Regions from separate parts of the Capsicum annuum genome. Here region 2 is linked to region 1. The links are chromatin contacts, called in public Hi-C maps. All regions are on one chromosome and are shown on one strand. The core of a region is the stretch at or near the end of the contact, and the rest is flanking DNA. Distances in the headings are between cores, read along the strand shown.

The links. A called contact is a pair of places that touch in the nucleus more often than the background predicts.
Region 2: a contact with region 1 is called in a Hi-C map of leaf, with 1.8 times the contacts expected there. The contact joins the promoter of LOC107862590 here to the enhancer-like site in region 1. A contact is called at or near these places in 2 of 5 Hi-C or Micro-C datasets (leaf and placenta).

Annotation. Positions count from the first base shown.
Region 1 is chr3:246,027,142-246,030,012 of UCD10Xv1.1, reverse strand. No RefSeq gene overlaps it. Among protein-coding and RNA genes, the nearest start is that of LOC107862592, 22 kb to the left of the region's middle. Within about 2 kb of position 1,457, at least 3 of the 5 cell types and tissues checked have an H3K27ac peak or open chromatin away from gene starts, as enhancers often do. A contact at or near this core is called in leaf, where this site is marked.
Region 2 is chr3:246,068,208-246,071,078 of UCD10Xv1.1, reverse strand. LOC107862590 (protein JOKA2) reads left to right here and starts at 1,425. Exons shown (of 7, transcript XM_016708212.2): 1 at 1,425-2,005. The coding sequence starts at 1,973.

The DNA.
Region 1 (2,871 bases), core at 208-2,707:
TCTAAAATAAAAGGAGATGATATCTCTTGTTAAGTATAGGTGTATGCAGAATTTGTACTTGTAGATGAAAGGAATTTGTACTTATTCCTTTTAGCTTTTAGTTTCTTTTTGAGTATAATAGGTCTAGGTGTATAATTCCCTTACATTTCAAGTAAATGTTTTCAGTAGTCCTTCATTGGAGAGTTGTCCTCGCAAAAGACATCACTTGAAAGTATATGTGGTTTGCATTTTCTTTTTTTCAAACTTAGGGTGCTTATTTGATTGATAATTTTTAACTATGCAGAGCTAGATGTAAGGAACTGGAAGAAAGTAAGAAACATAAAAAAGGTTAGGAACTACAGTCTGCATGGTTTTAAGGTTGCATATTTTTTGTGCTAGGGAGATTCTTAGGTAATTGATTCTTGTTATGTTATGCATAAGGTCTTTAGTTATGGATAATGCTTGCATATGACTTAGAATTTTTGGGCTGAAGTACAGCTTCCTTGTGTAGTGTTTCAACTATATAAACTACACTATATTGCGGATTTCAACTTACTGGCGAAAATTTGCTTGAGATTACACAGATTTTGATTAGAACTTCAACACCTCAAAAGTATTGCATGAATATCAAGATCAGTAAACAAAGTTGAATCCTGCGAGGTTATGTTAGAATGTTGGCCTTATTTCTCTGAGATATGAGTATTTGTAGATGCTATGTAAAACTGCATATAGTTATTTTCTAATTTGCATTTATTTGTTAGGAAAAAAAGTATGACTTGGAACTGGAAGGGTCTGTTTTTGGGGAGAAATTCATAAACAAGATGTATATTCCAAGTAGCAGAGTTCAACATAAGATAGCTTGGTCAAGATTAATCTACTTGATAACCGATAGAAACAAAAGATGCTTTGCAGGCACATAACTTCAGCTTACAATCAGAAATATGTGTATATTGGTATTACTCGAACTAGCCATCCCTTGGGAACCGTCTCCCCTTTTACCCTGCAATGAAAGGCGGATGGATGGCTTAGCCTTGCCTGTAGTTAGAATGTAGAAATTCCTTTGAAAGGCTTAATCAATAGGAGAAGATGCACACAATGGCTTTTGCTCAGGTGCTGCGCACATGCTTCTAGGCTTATCTTCTACTAAGAAACTAATCTAAATTGAAACCTTTATTTCTCATAATCATGTTAGGAAATCAAAAGGAGAAGACAAATGGCCTTCCAGTTTACCTCTGTCAATGAAACAGCAACAATTTATAATGTGCTATAGCTGATACTCATTCATCCCTGGTACATGTACTCTTATCATCTGTTCAGTTCCTTTAGTTGCAGAATAAGCTTGACTACAAAGTTGAGAACTGAAAGAATAGTTATAGTTGATAAGATATGTGTGATAAATAAGGTTTGCTGGTTAGTATTGTCACAGGAGTTGTTCAAATTGGCTTTCAATGCTAAATGTTGATTTGAATGTTTGTACCACCATATTTAACTTGCTGGAGATATTGGTACCTGATGGGATGCTATATCCCATTCAAAGGGATATCAGTAATAAGTTCCATCATGCATTTTTTGGACAACGTGGAAAGAAATTATAGATGTTTCGAGAACAGTTATTGGGCCACACCATTATTCAGTTCAAATCATTGCAGTTACTTTCCCTTGATGGTGTAATTGAAAGATGCCCAGGACGTAAACATATTCTTTTGATTTTCTTAACTCTTGATAGACATCAGAGGGTAAAAACATTTTTGTTGTACATATTTTGGCACCAGCATGGTATTTTACGTTTAGTGTGTCAACTTGTACTTCTGTTTGATTTGCCGGCTTTTATTGAAAGTGTGCTATAACTAGGTCTTATTTTCTACACTTTGACCACATTTTCTCCTTATATTGTCGCAAAGGTGTTTTGCTTGATTTGCAGGCTTTTATTAAAGAGGAAATGTGCTAACCAGATTTGTATTCTATACTTTGACCACATTTTGTCCTTTTATTTCTATTGATAACGAAGATAATCTTTTTTAATTACAAACAACATAGAGATTTTGTTAATATGTGCAACAAACTAGCTGGATACGTATGCTTCCGCTATTACGTTAACCATAGAGATTGTGCATCTATGGACTCTGTCGTCATACCAGGTTCATTACAATAAAATACATCTGGAACACCAAGAGGGTCAGCCAACACAGAATAAAGAGTAGAGATGCATTTTTTTTTTTAACTTCTAAATTCCTGCATTGACTTGGCATCTTTAGAATGCAAAAGAAATTATCAGTGGGAATTTCATTTTCAAACCTCCTATGTATCATTTATCAATTCTCTTCTCAATCTGCCTATGACAACAATGGAAGAGGAGCGCTTACTGCTGTCTGTCGCTGCTTTTTGGCTATTGCAGTTTCCGAAGAAAATGGATATGGTGCTGAAGGGAGTGTGATTGACTGGACTACTTGATTAGAAGAAGGATTAAAGTTACTTTTCTGCTTTGATTTGTGGGGTGAATACTCAGGGAATGTTTACGTCATGCAACAAATCTAGAGTGGTACTTTTTCTTGGTATACAAAAAGGAAAATAATGGATTAAAAATATATTTAAAAAATGCATTATTTAGTGGAGATGGGAGTAAGGATCTCGTAACTTTACTGGTTTGGGCGATTCTGTATATTTGGGTTGCATCAAAAGTTGATAAAAGTGCATTGAAATTCTAAATTAATAATTTGTTTGGAAATTGACTGAAGAGCTTCAGTGTCTTTGTTGTTTCTTGCTCTTGAAAGTAAATTAGGCGTGCTGCAATTTTGCATTGTTGAGCCATCTCAACGTATATGCGCCTTCTCTCTCTTTATTTTGGGACTGGTTCCTTGTCGCGACTAGTGATTTTTGCCCACACAGGCCCAT
Region 2 (2,871 bases), core at 176-2,675, 41 kb before region 1:
GAGGATTTCGAAGCAGAGTAAGAATTTCTAGGTAGATTCCAACGAGTGTTACTTTATAGATGAAAAATGATTTTGGCGAGTGTTATTGTGAATTCTGGTAGTGGTTCACTAGACAGTTTCCTTGAATGTGAGTAGTGGTTCACTTAGCCGTAAAGATAAGTTGCACTTCCTTAAGTCATTTTAATACAGGTAAATAGTTAAGCAAGCAAAAAAACTGCACTTCTTTAAGTCATTCCACTAAAATATTTTTTATTATTTTTGCTTTTTCAGTTTTGATTTGAAATCTTTGGCTGTTACAGTAGAAAAGCGTAACAAAAGAAAGATTTGTTGGTATCAAATTATAGAATAAAAATATACTTATTCTTTCTATTTTTTTTTTAAATTGTTATTTGTCTTTAATAGAAAATAAATATTGTATATGCTTGCAAAGACTATATGGATATATGGACACTGCATATGCATGCATAAATTCCCCTTCTATCTTGTTATAGAAGTGTATTAATGTGGTATAAAAGAGTATCTATTGGGTATATGGTCTCCTCTTTTTTTTTTTTTTAAAAAGTGTATCAATATGGTATAAAGTGTATCAATCTAATATAAAAAAGTATCAATTGGATATATGGACATTGCATATGCATAGATTTCTCTTTTATCTTGTTATAAAAATGTATTAATGTGGTATAAAAGAGTATCAATTAGGTATAGGATCCCCTCTTTTTTTTTTAAAAAGCGTATCAATCTAGTATAAAAGTGTATCAATATGGTATAAAAGTGTATCAACTGAGAATAGAAACTGCATGTGGCCTACTGGGCAAATGGCTAAAAGAAGAAATAAATTTACCCGATAGGCTACAGTTGTCCACCTTTTCAACTGTGGACCATTTTTTAAAAATGGGTCAATTCATATTCTTTTCCCTTCTTTTATTATATTTTAGTTATTGGGTATTTTTTTGTTGTTATTATTTCCATATTAGTTATTAATTTTTTAGTTATTGTTTTTCATATTCATACTTACTTTGATTTGTTATAATTAAGCGGAGCATCATTTGAAAACAACCTCTTGAAAAGAAAAAGATAGTGATAAGGTGAACATAACTTTACTCTCTACAGATCGTATTTATGAAATTTTATTGTGTATATTATTAATTCGAACAAATGGTGATTAATAGCTTACCACATCACAAAATATTGTAAATTGTATTTAAGAATATTGTATCACTACTTTCAGTGGAGACAAAAATACTATAGAGTTCTTCGCATTTGTTGTAACTTTTAATAGTCAAAATTACCTGATAGCTATTATTTTTGAAAGATGCCAAATATTTGATGAAATTATTCAGAGACAGTTATGAAAAAGAAATATTTTATCAAATGAATTTGATATAATAAGAATTAAAATACAGAATTAAATTTTTTAATACCTTAACCATCCCATATCATGATCTCGTCAACATAGTAGTATTATCCATTCTGGATATGTCCTAGAAGACTTTTTAGTTTCCTTAGCACCGTAGATTTCTTTGGGAGCAAGAAATAAACTTTTGGAAAAAAATAATAATAATAAATGTTTTAATAATATTAAAATATTAAATAAACAATAAAAAAAGACCAAAGAAATATGGGAGCTTGCCCACAAAAAAGGTCTATAAAAGTTGAGAATCCTACACATAAGCATTTGGGTTTTCTAGTTCTAGTGAGAGAAGCGCGGCTTACGGTTACGCGTGGATTCATTACGTGACATTACTCATTCCTCTCTCTTCTTCTTCTTCTTCCTCCTTCTCCTGCTTACTGTTTCACCGTTTATATCGCTTACTTGAATCTCAATTTCTAGGGTTAGGGTTTTGAAATCATCTCTCTTTTTTTGTATATCGTAATATCTATATATATATTATAGTGAAATCTTAAGGTTCGGCGGGCTTACCTGGAACGCTACTCTTTACTGTCGACTGTCTACTGAAATCTTTACCTACACATGGCGTCTATGGACTCATCTATTGTCATCAAGGTTCGATTTTCCGGCTCTTCCTTTTTTCTTTAAAATTAATATATGTTGTTTATATCGCCTTCCATGTTGGCTTTCTGTTTGAGTTGATGAGGACATCTGTCTTTTATTTTCTTTAAAAAATTGCTAATTTGTGTTATTGGTTGTGGATTTGATGTACTCTTTGTTTGAGGGCTAAATTTGTGTTATTTCTTTCTTCCAATACAATGAGCTGGGGCTTTTTTTTTTTTTTGGGTGAACGAAAGTGGTTAATTAAAATTGACTACTTTCTGCAAGTCTTTTTGGGTGTTGTGTTCTGTTCTGTTCATGATTGTTTGCGCTTATCTGTTTTTAAGAATTGCTGTTTATTCATAGTAAAAATCTTGTTCTCACATGCAAATATTTGAGGTTTTGTACATACTCCCTCCGTCTCATTTTACTTGTTCCAATTTAACTTGGCATATTGATTAAGAAAAATAATTAATAACATAGTCAGTTTACCATAGTACCCTATTAAATGAGAGAGAGTAATTAATGCAAAGTTTAAAACGTGAATTTTTTTTTTTCTCTTCTTCATTTGTAAAGAATGACAAGTAAAATGATAAATCAAATTAGGAGATTTGGGACAAGTAAAATGGGAAGGAGGGAGTATGTTAGTGTTAGTTGAATTAGCATTTTGGGACTTTCTCCTTCTTCCCGTCTTGATTTGGTTGAATTGTTTCTTGTTTTGCTTTCTGGTTGAACTTTCAATTTTCAAGGAATGACATTTTGTGGTTTGCCTTTTTCTTGTTGTGCCTTGTACTTGGTAGAGTATTTACATTTCTTTATATCACAGTAGTTTGTTCAACGAGAACATCTTGGACTTCTTGTTATATGTTCTTTTTGATTGA